Linked DNA regions of Mus musculus: region 2 is linked to region 1. The links are chromatin contacts, called in public Hi-C maps. All regions are on one chromosome and are shown on one strand. Each heading gives the region's core, a stretch centred on a gene start, on an enhancer-like site or on the middle of the called end of the contact. The rest is flanking DNA. Distances are from core to core; before and after follow the strand shown.

Region 1 (5,296 bases), core at 297-2,796:
AAAGTAGGATCACCCACAACATCGTAAACAATAAAAATAATGGACTCCATGTGGTATAAAGTTATAGTTGTTTAAAGAATTTTATATCAAAATGAAAAGTGTTACATCTGTTTCGATATAAACTCACATAGATATACAAGGGTTTTTTTTTTTTTTTCTGGATACAGAGCCATAGATTTTCAGAACTGACAAGAAACTTACATATCCTTTAGGGCAGCTCATATTATAAGTGAAAGAATATCAGGTGCACAGAGATTAGGAGTGCTGTACTAGACAGACAGCTAGTTAAAATGGGACCCGGGCCAAGATAGATGTAGGTTGACCTGATAATCGGCTCATACTATTACTATAATTCAGTGTAATGATGTTCCTAAATCTATTATTTTTTTCCTGCAGCTATTCTTATTGTTTCATCTCTAAGGATCTTCTAAGAAAACATTTAGTTTTTTAGTGAAAGCAACATCTCCCATCACAAGTAAGAAAACCCCTGCATTTCATAGGATTTTTCTCCCTGAAACATCTCTAAAATACTTTAAAATCACAAAGTTGGAGTATACAATTATAAGTCTGCATAGAAAACTGACTTCTAAAACTCTGGCCAGAGAAGCTTTCTGCTCATGTGGTTGAAGTGGCTGGTTGAGCAAAGGGTCACAGTGACACTCCTCAAATTCAAATTTGAGATATAGTTGTTACACCCAAAAATCCAAGCCTTGTTTCAATCCCTCTACTCATGCCATCATTGTTTACTTGATGCTCATAGGGACGTATTAATGCCACCATGTCTCTTTGTGTGTTGGTCTGCAGTGGGGAATTCTATTCAACCACGTCTTTAAATGGCTGATGTACTTAGCTGATGACCTTATTGTAAATCATGGTGCTTCCCTTTTATGATCTCAGTTGCTTTTCATATATAAATTTGATGTAAACTATCAGTTTTGAATAACTATCCTTACATAGTCTGTATTGACTAAATTATGCATCACAATGAATGTTAAAAATGAAGCAGTTTGCTGTAGGTCCAAAGCAAATAAAGTATATTTGTTACGAGTCCTGTTGGGAAATCTGTTCCCTTTGATCAAATGTTCTGGCAACAGCATCTGCTTGGCAAGAACTCTGTGTACTTTGTGCCTCATAGGGTACCTGCCCACCTCTTGAGAGATTCCAGGACCAATATGAACACCCAGAACTGCCTGTTGTCCTTGCCTGCCTCTGTGCTGGGCTTCAGCAGACCTTCCTGAAAGATATGGCCCTGGAATCTCCACCAAGTGGGCTCCTTTCAGTGAGCATGGCTACTTTTGTTGTGCTAGTGTGCACAGAAGTACCTAATTTTAGGCCTGGAAATGAAAACTTACCCTCTCATGCAATTTGATCACAATGTGGCCTCATAATGCCATCTTTCAGAGCTTTGAGAAGGAATAAGAGCTGCTTCCAAATCAGTTTCTGAACAAAGAAAAAGAACCTGTCACTATTGCCAGAAGTGCTGAGAAGGGTACAGAGGAGCTAAGGAAATTGTGCCTCTCACTTCCATGGCAACACAGTATTAGTCTAGCTTCACATCTGAGAACTGCTCCTTCATCTCTGGTTATGTGCAAACATCAGCAGCCAGTACACAGGCAGAGATGGCAAGATTCTCTGACAAATGCAGTCCCTATGTCCTTTCCCTTTTCCATAGTGGAAATTATTATATGTTGTTTTCTTCTCCTTTTCCGTGTCACATTTTCTGACAATATGATTTGCCAATATTTTGCATCTTGTCAGGCTGTAAGTACAGGTTTCTTTATGGGTAGAAATTACTCTAGGGGAGTCAGTTACTGTTTTGCACATATACACAGGCACACACACATGTACACAAACATAGACAAATGCAAAAACACATATGCCCAGTCACAGTGTAAGGCTTTCTGGGATACTTACAGCAAAGTGAAGTGAATGTTCTTCAGCTGCTGCATGGAAATTTCTACTCTGTTGTCCTTCATAGTAATTGGTATAGAATTCGTTTTTCTTATGAATATTGATCCCAATATGGGGACACACATATGTAGAGGCTGGATAGAAAAATTAGTCAATATGACCACTTTTGGAGTCATATTTGGGAGGAAATGTATAATTCATATAATTAACAAAAAGCGGAAGCCTACACCTAGTTCATTAGAACCTCACAGGACAAATGGGAACTCTATTAGTGTGAGAATGTTGGAATAGAGGCACATGTAGATACAGAAAGCAAGTTGTTAAGGTGGTGTTGGATACTAAGAAACCTAAATGATTGGAGACTTAAACTAATGCCTAGAAAAGATAATGTCAATGAATAAAATTTATCAGGGAAAAAGTCCAACACATCATAAGAGTTTTCAAAACGCTAGGATACATTGTACTCTAATGAGCTTTGCTCATTCATAAAGAGTCTTGCATTGGAGCCTGATCTAGCTCTTGAAAGTGGATGTAGAAAGGTCTTGTAGGTATAGGTTACTTCCTCTGTGACTGGGACAAAGGTGTCTAAGCTTTCTGATTCTGGTGTTTCCTATAATGACATTCAAGCCTTTTCCATGAAATCTTGTGTTCCCATGTGACTCCTCAATGTAGCCTAAACAAAGTAAATATTGCTTATGAAATATAACATATTGAAAACTAACCATTGTTGCCACATAATTGGTAATCACTTATATGTCCTTTCATGTAAGACAAACATATATACAAATAGGCAATATCTATACTATCTGAATTTAACCATATCATGCACAAAAATTAATATAGGTAAATTATGATCTTTAACAACATAAGGTTATCAATATATATATATATATTTATATACATATAAATTTATATATGTATATATATACACATATATATATATATATAAATTTTTAAGTGACTTTAGAATTCCTTAAGTATACTCAATAGCTGCTCTTGCCCAGTGGAAAAAGACACAATTCAGTCATATTTAAGGAGCCTTAATTAGTGACTTTAGACTCAGAGTCATCAAATGGTTAACAAGCACTGTGGTATCTAAAAAGAACACTGTGCAGTAATGTGTGAGAGCTTCACGACTGTATCTGCCCTTCTCTCCCTCACAGACTGGGAACACTCCTAAATTCCTCAAGCTTTATATTCCTTACCTATACAAGAGGTTGTCATTGGAGACATGAAAAGTTGAGCCAAACTATGTAATTCAATGCCTTCTATGAGAAGGAATTTAAATATGATATACACAAAAAAAGTGTGTTGTGTTATTTATGTTTGTTTCTAAAATCCCTTAAAAACTTAATAGCTATTGTTTTGAGGTTTTAATTTATAAACACGTCTATTTCTATCACTGTGGGTTATATAACTTAATTGATTCTAAAATTAATAAAATGTTACCAGATATCTATTTAAAGCTGTTTAAATAACATCAGCATAGTTATATATGTTTGAGGTACATGTCATATTAAATACCTGTTACAGTGGGCTCACATACTGAGCCATGTTGATTTGCATAACTTTCAGTGATAAAATATAACCTTCTTGGCTTTTAATTTTAATATAAAATTTTATATAGTAAACAGGAAGACTCTAGTTTTCTTTAATAATATACATATTTGAAAATAAAACACTTATGATAAATGATTGTGGACTCTCTTGTTAGGCACAAATGCCTCATTTTCTTCGTGTCTAAGTAGGGTTTCTTGCAAGTCCATATATCCTGAACCTGTGAAGTTAGAAGCCTTGGCTCTGTGTGTACCATTGAAAGAGGTATAATAAACAGCACTGAAAATTTATAAAGCCCTAGAATTAGGAAAAAAGAAAACATCTTTCAAAGTAGAGATTAAAGATAGCATTTAAAATGAGTTGGATCTGGGCACTGGTAACAGCCTGCAATGAGAACAGGTGAGATGTCAGGGAAGCACCTAGGGCTTGTCCTGGCAAATGCTGAGGGATGTGTGCTGCCATGGGGACCAGTATATCCCACCAGAGACACTGAAGTAGTTTTTAAAACTAGTCTGAGCAGTACAGGGGAACCCCAGGGCCAAAAAGGGGGAGTGGGTGGTAGGGGATTGGGGGGGGTGGGTATGAGGGACTTTTGGGATAGCATTGAAAATGTAAACAAGGGAAATACCTAATAAAAAAATAAATTAAAAAAAAACTAGTCTGAGAATTGGACATTTCAAGCAGAGTCCAAAAATACCAACAGACTTATATTTTTAAATGCAGTGCCATTAGCTTTCATTGTTTGATAAAGAAATCCCTTTGATCTAGACACAGGACTGCAGAAATGCCTCAGTGGTTACGAATACTTGCTACTCTTTTAGGGGACCCTACTAAAACTCCCACTACTCACCTTATATGGGCCGTTTACAACTGTCCAAAATTCTGTCTCCAGAGGGTTCTATGCCTTCTTATAGCTTCTGTGAGCAGCTACTCAAATACTTGTATATACATACAGAATATCCACATGTATGCATACATGCACACACACATGCAAACATGTACACACATATGCACACATGCACAAACACATGCAGAGCTAGAGAAAGAAAAATAAAAATAAACCTTACAAAAATAAAAATAGCCAAAAATGATCAATATCACTTCAGTTTAGGGCACTATCTTCCCCTTCTTAGAATTGGGAGCAAAACACCCATGGAAGGAGTTACAGAGACAAAGTTTGGAGCTGAGACGAAAGGATAGACCATCTAGAGACTGCCATACCCGGGAATCCATCCCATAATAAGCCTCCAAACGCTGACACCATTGCATATGCCAGCAAGATTTTGCTGAAAGGATCCTGATATAGCTGTCTCTTATGAGGCTATGCCGGTGCCCGGCAAACACATAAGTGGATGCTCACAGTCAGCTATTAGATGGAACACAGGGCCCCCAATGGAGGAGCTAGAGATAGTACCAAAGGAGCTAAAGGGGTCTGCAACCCTATTGGTAGAACAACAATATGAACTAACCAGTACCCCCAGAGCTCGTGTCTCTAGTGTCTCTAGCTGCATATGTATCAGAAGATGGCCTAGCCAACCATCGTTGGGAAGAGAGGTCTCTTAGTCTCACAAACTTTATATGCCTCAGTACAGGGGAACGCCAGGGCCAAGAAGTGGGAGTGAGTGGGTAGGGGTGTCGGGGTGGGGGAGGGTATGGGAGGCTTTGGGGATAGCATTTGAAATCGAAACGAAGAAAATACCTTATAAAAAAGTTAACTCAAAAAAAAATACTTGCAATATTGAATGTCATTAAATGAGATGTGACATTTAATAGAGTAAATTTTAGAAGTATAAGAAGACCAGCTTTATCATTCTTTACTTTATAGTCA
Region 2 (5,124 bases), core at 430-2,929, 160 kb before region 1:
AAATCTTGAGAAATAAACTGAGCAAAGCAGTAGATTCCTGTCATCTAGGGATAAATACCATGGTGGTTCCAAGATTCAAACAAGAAGCTGCCCTGGGCACTGTAATCATTGGCTGAACTTTGTTTTAAAGTCCCGATGAAGCACCTAAAAGCAAGCCGTCTCCATGGGGCCTGAGTACCAGTGACTCAAGATTCATCAAAAGCAAGAACATGGAACGACATTCACAATTTTCCATCTTGTGTATTCTCTTCCATTTCCAAACTGTTATGCAGCATTCTCTTAAAAACCTGTGCATCGGAGAGACAAGGAAATGTCAAGAAAATTACACCAGACATAGTCAAGACCATTAATACAGGGGAAGGACTGAGTTATCTGAAGTGAAAGGTTGGGAGGGTTGTAAGCTGAAGTAAGCAGTGGAAAGCATTGGAGGACTAGCTGGGTCTTGGTCTCTGGGTGTGTTGAAAGAAACCTTTAACAGACTTCTCCCTTTGCTGAAAATTGAGAGAGGAGCCACTTTCTCCTAGGATTACAGTGCTTCAGCGTACCAAGGAAGACATTTTTGGGTTGCAAATATGACCAAAGGTTAGTGTGTGTGTGTGTGGGGGGGGGGGAGAGTTGGATGCCAGTATGTCAGAGAGAAGGTGAGAGTACATGCATGCTGTGAGAAGAGAGGGCAAAGGCCCAGATACAGAAGGAAGTCTCTATGAGTACAGTTATGTATGTGGTGTGTGTGTGTGTGTGTGTGTGTGTGTGTGTGTGTGTGTGTGTGTGTGTTCATGGTCAGGGGCTAACCGTACTACTTTCCTTCGATCTCCAGAAGGCAAAGGTTTCAGTCCCTAACTCATCATTTTTCACAAGGTGGCAGCTTTAAAGAGGATATGCACTGCCTCATTAGAGGGAACTGATTGAGACCCTCACTGTGACAGAAGCTCAGGCTGGGATAGTGTGATTCTATAATTTTCTGGTCCTGTCAGCTTCCTAGAAATGATACTGTCAGGGCCTTCTGCACCCATCCTTTAGGAAAACAAGTGTATTTTCAGCTGAAAGAGGATTGTGCTGTATTTAACCAGAGACTAGCCAAAACATAGAACCCTCCTTCCAGATCGGACCATCAAAGGCCAGCCCAGTTTGCAGCACAGAGGAGTGAAAAGCTCAGTTGGTATTGGTTGGTATTTCAGTTTACTTTGCCAAGGGCACCGGGTATGCAGACCTGAAAATCCAGGCTCCTGGAGAAGCAGAAGTTATTTTATTTTCTAAAGGCCTTGATATTTCCCAAACGAACTTTAAAAGGGCCAAGTACTTCCACCTGAAGCTTCTTCATAAGGTGGTGAGATTTTAGAGAAAACAAAGGCCTGGGAATGGGGTGGAGGTCCCCAAAGGGCTGAATTTAACAGCTCTTTGCCCTGATTTCCTGAACTTGAGGATTTTGTGACCTCCGGTACAGGCTTTCTTCCCTCTTCTCCAGTTCTCCGAAGTGCATCTAGCTAGTTAGTCATATGTCTTGCTCTCGAAATTTCTGCATCCAATTCTTCCAAGAACTGAATGTCGCTCATTTTGGTCAGCAGGCTGCCTCTCCTGAACTAGTCTGACTTGCAGAGATGGAGGGGAGGGGACAGCCTATAGTCACTTGGTGGCGCGCGCGAGCCTCTCAACGCCCTGGCGGCACCTGCTCTTGACTCCAGCCCCACCCGCATCCCTGTGCTCTGGGAACCGCGCTCCCAATCGTCCCTAGCAGCAGAGCACCAGGAGCTCAGGGTCCGGTTGGGCAGCTGAGTGCCATTCGGGTTTGGCCTTTGCAGAAGGTGTTGCGGAATGCGGGCGCCCCGGGAGCCAGCTTCCTCCCTGCTGCTGCTCCCCAATCCCCGCCCATCCTTTTCTGGGCTCTGAAAACCCAAGGCTTCCCAGAACAGTTTAGGATCAGCCATAGGACTACAGCTAGCCAGCTGCGCGGAGCTTTCTGGGAAGGACAGCAGCTCGCCCTAGGGTAGCAGCGGAGCCTCGGGGTTTAGCAAGCGAGAGGGAAGGGCGTGTGCATCGTGTGCCTGTGTGTGTGTGTGTGTGTGTGTGTGTGTGTGTGTGTGTGTGTGTCAGACCGTGAGGGATGGCTGTCTGGATCTGAGCGAAGGAGAGGGCAGGGGATTGAGACAGATCTCTCTTGGTGTCCCCGCCCGCTCCTGCTCCCCGGCGCCCTTCACCATGGAATTGCGCCGAGTTGGGACGGACCTATGCAGCCACCAGGAACTGGCTGTCGGGCCCCGAGATTCGGCAGGTACTCGCGCTTGGATGGCGAGGTAGGATGGCCACGCAGCGCGATTCCTGCCGTCCCCACGCAGCGGTCCCCCGGAGGTACCTCTGACTCTGGAAGCGTACAGGGGTGTGGGAGGAGGCCACCCAGCCGCGCCTGCACCTTCGCCAGTCGTTTCGCCTCTACCCACTCGCACCTGCCGCTGCGCGGATACCATGTCTAAGGCGGCTGGAGGCTCAGCGCCAGCGGCGGAAAGTTGTCCCTCGGCTCCGGCCGGTGCGTCGACACCCACGGGCGTGGATGATCTATCTAAAGTGACGGACGAAGAGCTGCTGCAGTGGAGCAAGGAGGAGCTGATCCGCAGCCTGCGGCGAGCCGAAGCCGAGAAGGTGAGCGCGATGCTGGACCACAGCAACCTCATTCGCGAGGTCAACCGCCGCCTGCAGCTGCATCTCGGCGAGATCCGAGGGCTCAAGGTGAGTATTGGGCCTGGCAAGAAGGCTGGGCTGGGCGTGGCAGGGATCTGGGAATCGCGGTGGGAGGAGGGTGGGAGAGCCAAACTTTCGTACCTCCATCAACAGGTGAGCTTCTCCCTTCTCCCAGGAGCACCCCTTGTCCCCATCTCCAGACCTTAAAGTTTTCCAAACTTTGGAGGCCCTTTCTTTTCTTCTTACGGGGACTTGGCATCTGGCTTTCTTTGATGCTTCTGAGACTAAGGGATTAGGAACCAAGGATGTCAGAAGTCAGAGAAGGGCACGGTGAGCACAGGGGATATTTAAAGTCCCAAGGAACAAAGACGCTTCAGGAATTAGGTTACAGTACACCAAGGGAGAAGACTAGAGAGCTTGCCAGCCCAGTGCCTCTTCACCTTTAGGGGTCGGGTGTAGCTGCTCCTGCACCACCACTAGCTTTCTGGTGAGCAGAGGGCAAAGAAAGGACACAACTGCTAAGAACAGGAGAGAAGCCTCGGGTACCACCCGAGGAGCCAGTGTGAGTATGACTCGGTACTGGGTGCAGGTAAGCAAGATTTCTGCCTTCAAATCTTCTACTAGCTCTCCTGATTTTCTTCCCTTACTAGCATTGTCATCACCTCAAACTGCTTTACTTACCTGTTCTTTCTTCACTCTGGATTTTACATTAATTTTATTAAGCATGAGGTGGGGGCAAGTGTAGAAGGCGCTGGGTAAGTGTTCTTAGTGATGCTTTGTCTACTCCCAAACCCAGGAACTTTCTTTTCTCCTTGAAGAGCTCCAATGTGCCAGTCAGGCTGCAGCAGACCCATCGGGAACGCCCTGACCTGATGCTGTGCACTGCAAACTTCCTTTGCTCACAGCTAGCCTGGAGCCTTCTGGTATTCCTTCCTGTCATTGTTCTGCTTTTGTTTATAGGAAGGCAGACACAAACGAAATCAACATAGGAACCCCAGGGACCAAATTCCCTCCAAGCACAAAATGTTCCAGTGTCTCTCCTTTCCCCCTTGGATTCTCAGTGAATAGGCACCACTCCTTAATTGCTCCAGCGCTCCAGCTCTGGGATTCTGAGGATTGTGAACGGACAGATGGGCAGATGCTCCAGACTCACCCATGTGTGAGCCCCTGCAGAGATGGCTCTCTCAGGTCCAAACTTGATGTCACACACTGCCTAGAGTGGGTGCAGAAATGACTATTCCCACAGTCAAAATCTTTCACGTTTTAATTTATTACTAATGAGTAATTATTAAGTAGAAGACTTCTTGGGGAAATGAGAGGAAGGGTAGAATAGAAGGAATATGGTCTTGGAAGTAAGTTTGAAGAATTCTCATTTATTAGGGTGGCCTTTTTTGTTGATTAATAAAAGGTGAAAGGTAAAGTCTATTTCTTAAGGTACTGTAAGAAGCTACAACAATGTAGAGAGGTTTGGTGCTGGAAACTTGTAGTTGCTGTCATCAGGAGAAAACATGAAGTAGACCCATGTGCCTCCAGGAGCTGGGTGTCTTGGCAAGGCTGGGCAGTAGGTCTTGCTTGTGTTGCTCCAGGTTAGTGTTCTTCCATGGTTTGAAATGCAATGTGGCTTGCAAGAGTTTTTAATTAATTTCTAAAGATTTCACTCAGATGAAAAACTAATGCTAATAACTTAAGAAATCCTTGGAAGTTCTTTTAGACTATATATGATATGTGCAAGTCTAGGACAGGGCAGGGAGGAACAGCATGAATGCAATATTATCTGGTCATCTCTATAGTAGCCTCATTTGGAAAAATTAACTATCGAGACAGTTAAGAGCAATTTTTCTTCAAGTAGACAGCTTGGAGGTCTGGATTCATGAGCCAATATTACAGGCCCTAGTGGGCTAACTCTTTATCAAGTTCAGAATTGATGGAAATGGTCACTATGATGTTCATGCATGGCTTGGATTCCTGAACCCTGACTAGGGCAAGGAAATAAGGAAATGGCAGCACACAGACACACAGAAAAGCTGGGGTCTGGTGGTATGTGCTTACTCTGATGGACGAGTGGAGCCATAGCACTCCACAAGCTCAGTGTGCTTATTATATATGTTTCAACAGGGAGGCAGGACTATTGCATATAGGTGAACAAGGAGGTGAGGTTGAGGTTGATCTATATATATGAATAAGGAGGAAGGTTTAGCTAATCTCCTATAGTCTGTGAACATCTGCTGATGGGAGAAAGTGGTGATACACTGTCAACTTTGCCATCCTTCTGAGCCTCACATGGGGAAGGCTTTGTTGCTCCTGTGGGACTGTAGTATTAGTATGCTTGACATGTTACCATCATATATCACTCACTCCTTACAGGTCTTATTCTTTTGCAGACTCTGCCCCTTTTTGCTGTAGCCATGGTAGAGTCCAGGCTTGTTGTCCATCCTAAGTGTAGTGTGGTTT

The links. A called contact is a pair of places that touch in the nucleus more often than the background predicts.
Region 2: a contact with region 1 is called in a Hi-C map of forebrain, with 3 times the contacts expected there. The contact joins the promoter of Ccdc85a here to the enhancer-like site in region 1. A contact is called at or near these places in 4 of 39 promoter capture datasets (embryonic stem cells, hippocampal neurons and stem cell-derived epiblast-like cells), 3 of 484 Hi-C or Micro-C datasets (cerebral cortex and forebrain), 4 of 115 datasets of contacts at active chromatin or transcription factors (cardiomyocytes, embryonic stem cells, neural progenitor cells and 1 more) and 1 of 9 other capture datasets (adipose tissue).

The regions. Positions count from the first base shown.
Region 1 is chr11:28,418,876-28,424,171 of GRCm38.p6, reverse strand. The region is part of intron 3 of Ccdc85a (coiled-coil domain containing 85A); the gene reads left to right. Among named protein-coding and RNA genes, the nearest start is that of Ccdc85a, 160 kb to the left of the region's middle. Within about 2 kb of position 1,546, at least 27 of the 459 cell types and tissues checked have an H3K27ac peak or open chromatin away from gene starts, as enhancers often do. A contact at or near this core is called in forebrain and hippocampal neurons, where this site is marked.
Region 2 is chr11:28,580,879-28,586,002 of GRCm38.p6, reverse strand. It overlaps Ccdc85a (coiled-coil domain containing 85A), which reads left to right and starts at 1,679. Exons shown (of 5, transcript NM_181577.5): 1 at 1,679-2,721. The coding sequence starts at 2,461.